Regions from separate parts of the Gasterosteus aculeatus genome. Here region 2 is linked to region 1. The links are chromatin contacts, called in public Hi-C maps. All regions are on one chromosome and are shown on one strand. Each heading gives the region's core, a stretch centred on a gene start, on an enhancer-like site or on the middle of the called end of the contact. The rest is flanking DNA. Distances are from core to core; before and after follow the strand shown.

The links. Hi-C and Micro-C count contacts between places; a contact is called where the count stands out from the background.
Region 2: a contact with region 1 is called in a Hi-C map of skeletal muscle, with 9 times the contacts expected there. The contact joins the enhancer-like site here to the promoter of her6 in region 1. A contact is called at or near these places in 6 of 6 Hi-C or Micro-C datasets (blood and trunk muscle, liver, skeletal muscle and 2 more).

The regions. Positions count from the first base shown.
Region 1 is chr8:14,641,255-14,648,160 of fGasAcu3.hap1.1, reverse strand. her6 (hairy-related 6) reads left to right here and starts at 1,820. Exons shown (of 4, transcript XM_040185057.2): 1 at 1,820-2,730; 2 at 2,881-2,976; 3 at 3,087-3,174; 4 at 3,298-4,151. The coding sequence starts at 2,623. The coding sequence ends at 3,836.
Region 2 is chr8:14,685,209-14,692,670 of fGasAcu3.hap1.1, reverse strand. No RefSeq gene overlaps it. Among protein-coding and RNA genes, the nearest start is that of her6, 43 kb to the right of the region's middle. Within about 2 kb of position 1,375, at least 1 of the 9 cell types and tissues checked has open chromatin away from gene starts, as enhancers often do.

The DNA.
Region 1 (6,906 bases), core at 571-3,070:
TCACTTAAATCCTAATTTTAACCAGCCATTTAACGAGAACTCGTCTTTGGATGCTTAAATATGGTCGATTCGATCTCCACAACAGCCTAAAAGCGGCGTCGCCAAATCGTGGTGTGTTTATATGCATTAATGTGTCCAGTCGTCCTTATTTAAACAAACGCTCTATCCGTCAGATCCCATAATGCTTGCTTGTGCCAATTACAGTTCCAACAAATCATAATGTACGACTGCGTGCTCCGGTTCCGTCTCCAAGCATTTATTAACTCCATTCCAGCGCCTCTCGCGAGGTTCAGCCGAGGTTTTGGAGCGGCGCGCAGCTCAGTGTTGCCTATCAAATTCGCGATCTTGCGGCCAGGCGCCGGCGACGCCCCGCAGATCCAGGCGGCAAGCCGGCGAGAGGAGCGCCTTCCCCCGGTCGCCTGCGCGCCACGTGTCGCGGTCTCCGCAGCAGCTGGAGGTGCGTGCGCTCTGCGGAGAGTCGTGCTTCCAGCTACTTGGGAGTAGAAAATGAAGTAGATCGTAATGGATGGATTTTCCCCCGTTATATCAACACCATCGACACGTTTGTATATTTGTCAAATAAACTCGAACGTGTTGAATGTTTGACGGTGGGTTTTTTTGTTGTTTTTTTTTAAACTTTTATTCGGAAAAAGTGAGCCAGAAAGTAGAGTTCCTCGAGGGAAAGGAGGCTCACTTGTTTGTTTCTGAAATATAGAATATCGATGATGTTTTAATCGGTCGACTTCAGTCTTTTCTTGGTGAGGAAGTGTTTTTTTTTTTTCTTAAATTAGTAAAGTTCAGTGAAAGAAAACACAGTAATATTCGGGGAGGAGGCCAATTATCACCTCGGTCTTCACACTTTTAATACCCACAGGACTCCTAAACACAGTGTATAATTTAATTATAATTTGTGATCACAGTCAATAAAAAGTATTTTTTTGAAGCTCTTTCTTTCCTCGGCACTGCTCATTGCGTCTCTCCGAATGCAACAACGATAATTAAACGAAATCAGGACGTGGAATCTTTTTTTTTTAAAGCCTTGAACGCTGTGGGGCGACCATAGGCGGGGAGGAGGAGGAGGAGGAGGAGGTGGTGGAGGAGGAGGAGGCGGCGGCGGCAGCGGTCTGATCGTGTGAGCTCTCCGGGCTCAGAAATATCTCTGCTCTGGCTCACATTCCGATAAGGGAGCCCGCTCCAGCTCTCTCGCTGTGGGCGTGGTTTTCCCAGGCTTTTAAAACAGCAGCTGCTATTTACCTTCCCCTCTAATGTAAACCACCGCCGCCGCCACATACCCCTCCCCCTCCTCCCCCCCTCCACCCCCCTTGGCCCGGCGGCCCCCCGGCAGCCCGGCGGCCAAACCTCCAACCAGCGCCGCTCATAAAACATCCTGGCACGTGCTCCACATTCAACAACACCGACGGGTGATTAAATGTCAAAACGTGCACCGCAGAGTCGGGACTCGCGGTGGTGAGCGGCGTGGAAACGGGAGTGTGCGCGTTTAATGTGATTTCCTTCCCCCCCCCCCCGAGGGGAGGCTAACTTTAACATTTCTCCGTGGGACGTAATCGGTCGTTTTTGGAGGCGACGCGTACCTCGCGTGGGTCTCATCCCGTGGCTTTGAGTTGCGCCCCCCCCCCCCCCAAAAAAACCCTGTTTCATTTACTAATGTCACCACAGCCTGACAGTAACTGTCTGCGACGTTTAGTAGAAAAGAGAACGCAACTGTTGCCGCCTGCGCCTCCAATGCCACATGACTGAAACTGTGATTGCCAAACGACTCCCCACTTCCCGGTCGTGGTTTTTAAACGGCAAACAAGCAGAACCTCCTTTTTTTCCATTTAATGTAGGATACCTACATTCAACGAAAGCAGGAGGGCGACTCTTGTGTGAACGGGCCAAACCATAATCAGCCCAAATGACTTTGATTGTGGGTGTCGAGTGAGATCATCATCATTATGGTGCTGTTAAATGCAAATGTACAGTATTTATAACAGCTGCTATTTTGTGTATTCCGTGTCATTATGTTTTCTGCTCTTATCTCCTGTCTGGGAGATTTAAAAAAAAAAAAAGTCCCCCCCTTGGCCGCTCCTGGTGGCGATGCCAGTCAGCGGCCGCGCTGTTAATATGTAAACGGTACGATGATTGAAGACTGCAGGCGGTTTCCCCGCGCAGGAGCCCCGAACCCGGGCCCCGCACCATTGGCCGTCGGGCTCCTGCGCGCCGGACAACCAATGGGAGGGCGCCGACCACGAGCCGTCCTCCCTTGGGCCGCGTGTCCCTCGCCCTGATTGGTGGAAAGTTACTGTGGGAAAGAAAGTTGGGGAAGTTTCACACGAGCCGTTCGCGTGCAGGGCGAGGTATAAATAGAAGCCACACGCGGGCAGACCGACAGAGAGACTCTGCATCCGCCCGCGTTATCTGCCGCTGCCGCCGCCGCTGCCGCTGCCGCTGCGCGTCGCTCCAACGGATTTTAACTTGATACCATACAAATCTCAGGATTGTTTTGAGGGAGAGGCGGCTTTTTAATATTGAAAATATTCATCATCCGGGTTCCCCCCCTCCTCCCCACACCACTGGATCGTAATTTGCTGTGGTTTTGTTGGATATTTCCGATAAGAAAAAATGCCTTCCGATATGATGGAAAAAACGTCCTCTTCTCCGGTCGCTGCAACTCCGGCAAGCATGAACACTACTCCGGATAAACCCAAGACAGCATCTGAGCACAGAAAGGTTGGTATAATACATGTCCCCTTCCTCTTAAAAACATTTCATTTTGGACATCATTTTGGAGAGACTCCACCTTTCAGGATGGAACAAAGTGAAATCAAAGATACATTCAGCACAGTCAATCTAATATTTTATTTTTTATTTTATCTTCAGTCATCCAAGCCAATAATGGAAAAGAGGAGAAGAGCCAGAATCAACGAGAGCTTGGGGCAGCTGAAAACTCTCATCCTGGATGCGCTCAAAAAAGATGTAAGTACTCACTTAGCGTCCCGGTTATTATTAGATCTCAAAAAGGACCCTGTCAAACATCGGGGAAGCGAGCTCGTAATCCTAACCATGTGTGTCTTCCGACCTCTCAGAGCTCAAGACACTCCAAACTGGAGAAGGCGGACATCCTGGAGATGACGGTGAAGCATCTCCGGAACCTCCAGAGGGCTCAGATGACCGGTGAGTCTCATTTTCCGGACTGATCTCCCCCAAGACCGCGCGCTCTGGGCCGGTTCCAACCATCCCGCTGTGCATATCAATATCCCGAGTTAAATATAGTTTTTTTTTTTTTACCCCCCACAGCTGCACTGAACACCGACCCCACTGTCTTGGGAAAGTATCGTGCCGGTTTCAGCGAGTGCATGAATGAAGTCACCCGGTTCCTGTCCACCTGCGAAGGCGTCAACACCGAGGTCAGAACGCGGCTCCTCGGCCACCTGGCCAGCTGCATGACCCAGATCAACGCCATGAACTACCCCAGCCAGCATCAACACCCGCACCAGCTGCCCTCCGCCGCCGGACCGACCCACCCGTCCTTCGGCCAGTCCATGCAGATCCCCGGCTCGTCCCCGCAGGTCCTGCCCATGAACCCGGTGACCTGCAAAGGAGGCTCGTCGCCGGCTAGTTTGCCGTCGGACGCCACCAAAGTGTACGGCGGTTTCCAGATCGTGCCCGCCACAGACGGACAGTTTGCGTTCCTCATACCCAACGCGGCTTTTGCGCCGAACGGCCCCGTCATCCCCGTTTACGCCAACAACGCGGGCACGCCGGTGCCCCTACCGGCCGCGGTGTCCCCCGGAGCCCCGTCGGGCAACGCGGACTCGGTGTGGCGACCGTGGTGAGAAGTTGGAAATGGGGCCACAAAGACTTAAAAATGACACTTAATAGTTCTCTCTCTTTGTTCATTGTTAGAAAGTTGTTTTGGATATTTTTTTTTCTCGTAAAATGGAAAGAGAATGCACTATATTTGTAAAGCCAACTGGGGAGTAAAGTTCATATTGAAATGAGATTTGTATTGTGGAAGTCCGTTCACTGCATTTTTTTTTATATATATATTTGATTGTCTTTTTTTACTGTGTGATGCCAAAGATATGTTCGATGCTCTTATGATGTTCTTCGTTTTGGAAGACAAATAAATTTGTAAAGATATTGAAAAACACGCGCTTGAGTTGTTTGTTTGGGGAAACTAAAAAATATCTGCTTATTATGTGAAACATAATATGAATCTCCTCCTGTTCATGCATGTTATTTGTTACTTGAGATATAGAATGTACTTGTGCAGAACATTCATGCTGTTAGGTCATACTCACTTTTGAGTGTGCTGTTCAAACTCAACATCAACAAGTGTTTTGTTGGGTCAAAAGTGGACATAAGAGAGATTATAATGTTGAGCCTGCAGCTTCAGTAGCAACAGGTAAATATGAAGTATATCTGGGTATTCAAGACTCTCCTCTGTAGTATTTGTTTATGGTTCACTCTGCAACAAATGGGCTATTACATATAGAATCATTTTAGCAAAACAACCGTTCATGCTCAGTGTTACTGAACCTGCTGTTGTAATTCTGTTTCCTCAGTAATGAAGTCAGGAATGAGACTAGCTGTTTAATTAACAATGCAAAGGAGTTAAACTACCTACTGCTAATAGGCCAGCGGTTTCACATCTCATGGTGGAAACGTGAGACTTACAGAGGTCACTTACGCCATCTAGCAGTGCAGAAGGGCATTGCAGTGTGATCGGTGTCATAAGTCAAGGACTGGAGCAGAAGTGGCTCCTGTGGTTGAGCTTTCTAGAATAGTATCTGGCTTATTAAAGAAATGCTTATGGAAATCTGAACATATATTTCTTGTTTTTCTCTATCTCAGAGACAGTATTTTTTTTGGAGAGCCTTTGGTATCATCTGTGGGTAAAATAAGTTTGTCCGACCAGCCGCTTCAGGATTTGATAGAAACACGTGTCACTTGAATCACTCTCTCTCTCTCTCTCTCCATTAAAAAGCTGGATAACGGAACTCACGGTCAAGCGTCAGTTTGAAGTGATCAAGCTAAAAATGCTAGAAACTCACTGATCATGTCAGCTTCAACGTAAACGGCCGTATTCGTCTCCTGAGAGCACGGAGCCGAGAGGAGCCTCTGGCTGTGTCTTTAATCAGGGACGATGCCAGTGATGCTGGGCTGACAGCAGAAGGACACGTTAACCATCTAGCCGCGCATGTGGTAGTGCTCCGCGCTGCCCAGGTGCGTGTGCCCCCCTCCAGCGATCCGAGTGTGGCCTTTCTTTGAAGGGGGTGTGGGGGTGGGTGCAGGTGTTTGCAATTATCAGTGCGCTAAGAGGCACAAAGTGTGGATAAGTGCCATCATTTTGAATTTCCATCACACCTTTTTACGGGGGGGGGGGGTGGGGGGGCATGCATCCCGGTTTGATTGAAGCCATGTGTGTAACCGTGCCTGTGCGTGTGCGTGGTTGGTGCAGGGTGTTGGGTGAGGACATGCCTGGCCAAAGGGCACGATGGGTGAGGTAGTGGAGAGTTAAGTGTTGAGAGGAAAAGGGGGGACGGCGGGGGGGTTCAAGGAAAGGCCTACCGCACAGGATAACAGTCGGTCTCCTGAGCGGGAGCTTCTCCACTCAAACAAGCACAGTCACGCACACACCTACACACAAAACGTTCCCACAGCATTCCAGCTGTACTCGGACCAGTGTCGAGCTTCCTGCCCCTGGGCCCCGGGGCCACAGCTGGACGCAGGACGTCTGGGAGGCACGTGGTGTGACCCGGAAGACACCCAGCTGCCGAGCCCCTCCCACCCCCACCTCACAGCCGTTCGACCCCCCCCACACACCCCCCCCCACCCCACCCGCACCCACAGACATCTTCAGAGGTCTCTTTCCCTCTGGAGAAAAGCTTTACGAGCCTCTCCAATTACCCAGTGCGCTGGCCGAGCTGCCGGAGTGACCGCACACATGTCACAACACGACCGGGGGGGTTAGCTGCCATGCGTGTCCATTAACTTTTCCCACACTCCGCGTGCATGCAGGGAGCGAGAGGAGGGAAGAAAATCCCCCGTGCTTCCTCCTTGGCTTCCTAAGTGCTACCATATGGTCGGCTCTCTCCCTCTCTCCCTCTCTCTCTCTCTCTCTCGTGGTCCTTCTCTCTCTCTCTCTCTCTCTCTCGTGGTCCTTCTCTCTCTCTCTCTCTCTCGGCCCGTCACTGGGGCTGTCTTTGATTGCGGCCCAGACAAGCGAGAGCTTTATGATTTAAGCCCAGGGCTCGCTGTACCAAGCCCTGGACTCATTTAGAAGCCAAACTCCTCTCCCTCTCCCTCCCCTCTTCAGCCCCCCCCCCTCCTGCAGTTGCAGGGGAAGGCTAGTTTCTGGCAGGAAATGAATAGCTCCCAGATGAGCGCAGGAACTTGAGAGGTCGTGAGAAAGAGGCGAACCCCCCCCTCCACAGGCCCGGCCTGCTGCCAGCCGCCGGGGGAATGTGGGAGAGCGCCTCTCTGACACACGCATCAACCCCTCTGCCCTCCACCACACCGCCTGACTGACTGCCTGCCTGCCTGCCTGCCTGCCTCCGCGCTGGGCGCCGAGCCTGGAAATAGACTGATAGACAGGGCAACCGCCACCGAGCCCGGCAGCACGGCTCGTCAGCCAGCCAGCGGAGCAGCCAGACAGGGAAAGGGAAAGCTGTGGGAGGGGAGAAAGAAGTGTCGGGTCTGTGTGGGGGCGGAAGTGGATCGCTGTGTATAAGCATTCGGAATCCCGATGTAGGCATACGGTATTATGGAAAGTTTGATTTTCAAGCTCAGTGTACGTATAACCTTGACTGGGCGTATGCACTTATTTTGTCTAAAGAAACACACGTTTATGAGCTCACCCGCATGCTTCCCTTATTCTGTCCCGGAGGCATGTGCGTATTT
Region 2 (7,462 bases), core at 126-2,625, 45 kb before region 1:
GGGAGCCAGAGGTTCAGGGTATAATACAGGGAGAAGTCTATGTCCACAAAGCATATTTTTTAATAGACGCACATGATGATAAAAACTCTTTTGAAAAAAAACAGATAAATATATGACAAAGTTAAAAAAACATCACATGAATGTGTGAAGGCTACAGATGTTCAGCTTTTGAACATCTTTTTCTTACCGTAAGGCGTAATCAGCATTCAGCACGGAGCAATGAAAAAAATGTTTTATAACTGAAATACTACCAAAATGAAAAGCATATTTCACAATGATCCTAAAAATCCTGACTCAAAATCATTCAACCATAACAAGCCTGTACACGGATCACAAATCAAATGCACATTTTACTTACATTTTACTGCCAAGTCTACCCCACCCCACCCGCAGCCCAGGATTCCCCTCGAATATCCCCTAATTCCCAACTGGAGCCGATAACAAAGCCGGACGGGATGCCAACAAAGCCCCAGGAGATTCCGAAATATCCAGCTCCCTCTCCCCCTACGGCAGAATAACTCCCTCTCTAGCCAGAACTCCTTGTTTGTTCATCTCAGGCCAGACAATATGTGTTGCAGAGAAGGTGAAACTCTGCGCTGATGGGCCCTCAGGGACTGGTGCTCATCACAGGTTCGGGATAAAGGGAGACGGCGAAGGTAACTCAAGCATGGAAACGAGAGAAGGAGTGAGACCGGAGTTCAGTTCCCTCTGCACGTGGCGCCCACACCTCCAGGCGCAGGTGTGTTTTTCCTCTCTGCTGGGAAGTTTTACTGAGTGCATCAGCATCTTTAATAATCGTCCTTTGGAATTCCTCTCAAACTCTAATCATTGTTAAATGTCAGAGCATTTTTCCTGTCATTCAATACAATGTAACTTTCATAAGGTTTCAGTGTCACACTGTTTTCCCGCCCAAATCCTTTGATCTCCTTCAGATGGTCTAGGAGACATTTTTCCGTTGATTTCTTAAAAACTTTCACTTGCAATTTAAGTTGTTGCGTTGATCTTAGTGGGTCTTTCTAAATGAGAAGAACTACAACAAATGCAAACATGTCTGTGTGCAGCTTCTTTGTGCAACTTAAATTTGATGAATAAAAATACAATTAATATTTTCCCTCCTATGTGTATTGAAATGAGAATGGGTCGTGAGATCTTTCACCCTATGTGCTCAGTATGTATCACTGCAAAAGCCTGTCAAACATGATGCAGGGATCAAGTTTTCAAGATTCAAGTGTTGACAATTTTTACATCAAATAGTAGCAACAACACAAAATCCAAAAAACGCATTTTAATGTATGTGATGAACTGTGAAAATGTTCAATTTAAAATAATGCATGCGTTACATGGAGTAGCACTGTAATGATGATGTACAACTCTTATCCTGCCCGTGGAAATAGTAGAGCTGAACATGCTGTTCGTACCTCCACCACTAGAGGGAGGTGTTGTCTCTGAATGCTTATGCTGGAGGCTGGAGGACTCCGAGGATCAACTCGTGGACGCTTCCACCCAAACACAGCAGTGTCTTCAGCAGATAACATCATGTGCACATGAATGTAGAGCAAAACGTCCCCGGCACAAACGCATTATACATAGAAACCATTGACACTGTAATTTATTAAGCAGCAACTGCTCAAATTGCGGTTGCCTGCAGGGATGAAGGACGTTAATCAGCGTCGTTGGCGTTTCCGCTCAAAACAAAAGCATGTTGACTCCTGAGCTGCTGTCATGCATGCAGACATTGAAGTGTTACTATGTTGTTCTCTTGCTACGTGAAAGTCAAACAAACATCATCTTCCGTTTTTCTTGCAAACATTAGCCAGACTCCGCTTTCACCTGTTTATGCTTGCAAACAATAAACCATTGTATCAATCTGCAGAAAAACACTGAAGCTGACGCACCACTTTTTTTGCAGTACAAATATGATTTCCACTTCCCTCCCATGTTTCCGCCATGCAACTATATCATCAACAGAATCCAGTAGTGTTCTTGCACCCTGAAGGCTGTGCGCATCTTTTGTAGCTGTCAATTCACAGATGTGGACGGTCATCAAAGTGTGCTTCTCCCCCTTGAACGAGGCATCCACACAGCGAGCTACACCCTTCAGAAGTCAGGGGGCCTGTGTTTGCTCCAAGGATTACATTACCACACCAGAGGCCTTCCAGACAGTTACACAGATCACCACCCAAGGTAAAGCCTCCTCCGCTGGTGGGTGCAATGCACAGGTCACGATAGGTCCAGGCGCTTCACGGTGTGTCCCTCTTTTCTGTGGCGTTCCTCCTTCCGGGGGTGTGTGTTGACTCAGATGGGACGAGTAAACAGAACCGGGGTGAAGCCATGTGGGCGCTCCATTCTCATGGAGCCCCGGGTCCAGTGGATTAGGCAAATGCTGGCCCACGATGTCGAGGAGGGGTGGGCTGGGGAGAGGTGGGGGGGGGGGGACGAGGGGAGAAGGGGGGGTTGCGGTGCTGCCGTTCCCTGACAGGAGGTGATGGATTAGGGCTTTGTCAGGGCCCATGTTGGCCTGAGGAACCCAGTGATGAAGGGAGGAGGGAGGCAGAGGGGAGATCAGGGCCCAGGGCGAGCCCAATCCCAGGATCAGCAACATGTTGACAAGGGATTATCCCGTTTGCCGCGTTGCTTCATCTCATAGACGGCCAGGAAGATAGATAGCGAGTGCACGTACAAGCATCCGACCACGAGACCTCCATCAAATGGCACGTGAGGGGACGGGGACGGTGGCACAGATGGTTGCGGTTACAGGTGAAGTAATACTGTGGACATGATTATTCAAACTCTCAAACATCGAGACCGAAAGAAAGTGCAGGTTTTCGGTGTCAATTAATGACTGCTCCCCTTTCTCCCCCTCTGACTTATGAAAATCTGTAAAATCCGCCGCAAGAGTGAGTCGTAGGAATGAAAACCTTCATCATTTTGGTTTCGCTGGCACAGAATTGAGAACGGCCGATTTAACAGCGGCCATAAATCCCACAGGCTTGAACAGGGATTGAGTTACTGTAAGCGCTGGCGATAGCACCCCTCCCTGGAAACGGCGGCGGCATGATATCTCGGCCACATTTACCTCCTTTGTCGAAATGCAAAAACCAGACGGAGTCTTTTTACGGGCTCCCTTTGATACCCGGCACACTTGACCCTCCCTCGGCTGTGATTTAACTGCATGCTCTGGTTTATTTCTGGAAACCTCCTACACTCCTCAGCTTGTTTAAGACGCCTGCCTAAGTGTGCCTCTTGTTTACTTTTCCAGTCGGGACAAACAGTAAAGTTAGGTGATTAAGCATTTGTTTGAGGTCTTGCACACCGCAAGAAAACCACGAGGAACATTTGGAGGATGTTGGTTCTGATGAGTAGTGGGGTGTGGAGGAGAATAAATGACCAACACTTGGCAATATCAACCCCTGGCACCGTCTCCACATCTGTGCTTTGTCAGTTATTAAATGGGAAAGTGGAGTTTTGCCCGCCGGTGTTATTATAAATGACACGGATAATGAGGATACACTCCAGGGAGATCCGCCATTCGCCATTTAACTGCATCCATCGACACTTACACATTCCTCAGAAGATGTATTTTTTTTACGGAGGTGTTCATGAAACATAAACGATTAGTTTAACATAATCACACACTGACAGAGGGGGAGACAAAAAGGGGGAGAGTGAGCTTGTGGGAGATAGTGACTGACATGTGGCAAGGAGGCACCGATCCGTCTCTTGACGAACTTGTCGCCTCACCACGCTCCATGTGTCAGGGCCTGGCACTCTCCCGATGTCAGGCGTGGGTGGCCTCCTGACAAGCGTTGTGTGTGTGTGTGTGTCATGTCCGTCTGGGCTGAAACCGCTCCTGAACACACACCCCCGTAATGACACTGACACGGTGCCATCAGGACCGCCACCGAGCCCAGACAGTCGCGGGAAAACTCACCCTTTATCTCCCTCCTCCTCTCAGCCTTTCCGTTTGCTTGCTCTTCCGCCCCGAGTCTATCACTCATTGGTTGAGTGCAACCACAGTCATTAACTAGCAATTTATGCCAGAATGATTATATTTAACGAAAATATGACTGTTAAAAACAGAAAGGGGGCCTTGGGAGCGGCTCTTGGACCCGGTTCATCTGAAAAAGAAGCCCGTGCTGCACATTGTAAGTACCTCTGTGAATGTCAGTGAGGAGAGTGCCAGCCAGCCCTGCGCGGGCATCACTCATAGACCCCTCTCTGTAATTGCCTGCTGGCTGGAGCTGCTGTGTAATTTTTGACATTGGCTATGTGCCGGTGGCGACGCTGACAGAATAAGGGACCGGCGATTTAATGCCCTGTCTCAACTTCCTCCTGAGCTTCTGCCGCTCTTTTTCTGCTTCATCGGTGGACCTTTTTTTTTTTTTTGTCTTCTGCCTTCAATTATTTTCCAGGATTCTGCGGGGCTGCACTCACGCTGCCCAGGTCGCTGAGAGTACGCCGCAGTCTGGCATCAATTAAAATCAACTAGTGTCAGAGCTGGATCTGGGCCTGGCAGGTAGTCAACACACAAAGCTGTAGTTTCTGCCTCAGAAAGCACTCCCAGCATCCCATTAATGCAGTGGCAAATGTGGAGTAATGTCATTCATATTCACTGAGGAAGGCCGCGTGTCCCCACATAGCAGATGTCCATTTGCTGACTCGCTACATATTCATTCCTGCACATTCCTGCAGGTGTGTTTGTAGGCGCTCATCTCCCTATGATGCACCCACTCAGTATAAAGAGGAGGAGGAGGAGGGAGGCTGAGCCTTCATTGACAATAGTCTCCCTTTAGGCGCTCTCCATGGATTGTTAGAGGGGGGGCATTTAAAGGCCATTCAGCCCCTAGTAAGACCCCCCCCCCCCCCCCACACCCCCACCAACGACGCCCCCACATTCTGGGGATGACTACCTGCCCAGGAGCTCTCTCTCTGTCCATCTGTCCCCTCCAGAGGCGGCCCTCCTCTTCCCTCCTTCAGCACAGTGCTCCTGGAGTGCTCCAGCAGCCCCCCCCCCTCCCCCCCCCCCCCCCCCACACACACACACACAAACAAATGGTTGATTGCTGACTAAGCTCTACATCAGGCTGACTGTGCAAAAAGGGCATCGCAGGGGGGTAAAGAGTGTGTGAGCGTGGGTGTGTATGCGCGTAGGAGGGAGTGGGCTGTTGTTGTAGTCGGCGTGTGTGTGTGTGTGTGTGTGTGGGAGTTACTAGGTGGGAGATTGAGCATTCATTACTGTTGATGGATGTGTGTGTGTGTGGGAGTTTGTGTGGAAGGACACATATGTAGGAGGTGGAGGGTGTGTGTGCAGGGTTTGTATGACGGAGGAATTCAGGGGCGGGCCGTGGGTGTTTTGCAATGTGGGTGGGTGGGGGGGGGGTATTATATTGTGTTTTACCCCCTCACCTTCATTACAGATTCATTTTTAAGTGTTCTAAAACCAAACAGATGTTGTATTAAAATATAAAGGTGAACTTTCTTGCCTTTACTGGAACCTTATTTCATAGTCCGGATCATCAGGTTCGGTTGTTCTCTCTGCAAATACGTTTTGTATTTTTTAATGATGCCAATTTTCTATCTTTATTTGGAATTTAGCTACAATGTCTTTGATCCTGTCATGAAAGTTTGATGCCAATATATGGGTAGGTTTTCTTCATCAGCATACCCACTTATCCAGAAGCAGTTTACGGCCATATTCCCTGTATGGCTGTAGGAACGGGCAAGATGTAACCTTCATCCCTGCATGCTCACCCCATTAGTGCAATTTACTCAGCTGTCAAACTCCAAATTTACACTCTTAACCAATCTGAGAGCGGAAGGTTATAAAGAAGAAAGGCGCTCTGCATTCCTTTCACCGTCGTCGTCTTGAACCTCACAGTCTGCACAGAAACTTGCTGAATAAACCTTCCTCTCTGACCCCCCTTCCCCGTCCAAAACCCACTCCCTCTGTTGGAGGATGACTGTAGATGAGTTAGCTAAACACTTTCTGCTTTCTGGCGAGCAGGCACGCCGCCGGCTGCACCCACGAAGCCTGCAGGCGTGGGAAAGCCCTGGCTCTGATAACAAGCAGCGTTTGGCCCTCATAACCTCTCCAAGCTTCAGTTCGGGCAGGTTGTCTCTTTCCCCCCTCACTTCTTTTCCCTCCTCTCTTTCTCTCTGCCAGAGGAAGAGTCACAGGAGAGGAGGTCAGCCGGGGAGAGGCCCACAGCTGCCGCTGCGAGGTCCTGGTGTGTTTATTTGGGAAAGCCCAACCAAAATAAGCTCCAGCCAGGCATCGCTCCCGAGGACTGGGGGCCACCGCGGCGCTTTTCATCCCAACAATGGGGGAAAAGGGCCCCCGACCGAGGAGGGAGCCGCACGGCACAGTTTACCGTACAACAGCTGCCTCTTCTGTGGGGGAGGAAGCGGGCCGCAGATGTGAGCAGCATAGATGGTTCATGTTCCCACACCTACTCCTGTTGTACAGTTGTTCACCCGTGTTCAGCGGTCAGTGAATGAGTTCCTTTGTTTAACACGGCCGGCCCAGGGGAAACACCGAGGGGTGTGGATCCTTCTTCTCCATCCTTCTTCTTCTTCTTCTTCTTCTTGTTCTTCTTGTTCTTCTTCTTCTTGTTCTTGTTCTTCTTCTTCTTCTTCTATACTCTTCCTCTGTCTATAAGTCCACTCCATGTGTTGTAATTTTGCTCATAGTTCACATTGAATCTTTACGCTGGTATGTCAATGTTTCTGTGTATGTAATTGCAATGGCTGGTTCAATGAGAATGCAGCATTTGCTCGGTAGTTGCCCTGCCTAAAAAAAGGGTTGTAATTATAGGTGTTACTTCTCAGTGTTTGATATAACAAGCCACATTTTGAAGGGCCATAAAATGCATTTAGTTGCAACAGGCCCTTTGATCCGCTGACCTGCTCTGCTGCTATCACACAGGTGATCTGTATTGGGGGACAACGGCCCTTTTATATGCTGAATAACAACATCCCCAACCCGCTTTACTCATCGCACTGACCTGCACTCACCCACACATAAAGGGTCGTCAAGCCCAAGGCAAAGGTGCACAGGTGTGCCCCGGGCCTCAGCGGACCAGATGACTGACAGTTGCCGGCCCACCGCCCCCTCCAGCCGCCAATCAACCCCCCCCCCCCCCCCCCCCACTCCCCACCCCGCCACCTCCTGCTCATCTGTTACGGGCCGTAAAGTTGACGGTTGATTAGCTGTCCTGCTTGTTTGCTCCACCCATCCCGCCCACCCCGTCCGTCCGTGCTGTGGAAGTCACCGTCCTGCTGCTTACCTGTCTGCCATACCTGGCCCGCGGCGGCGGCCTTGCCTCAACATACCTCCTCACTTTGACCTCTCAACTCTCCTGTCCAGGACTCCACATTTCAAACATCCTTCCTTCATCAACAGCCCCCCTCCCACCTCTCCTCACATTCAGCCTCTATCGGTCACTCAGCGGCCTCGGTAAGA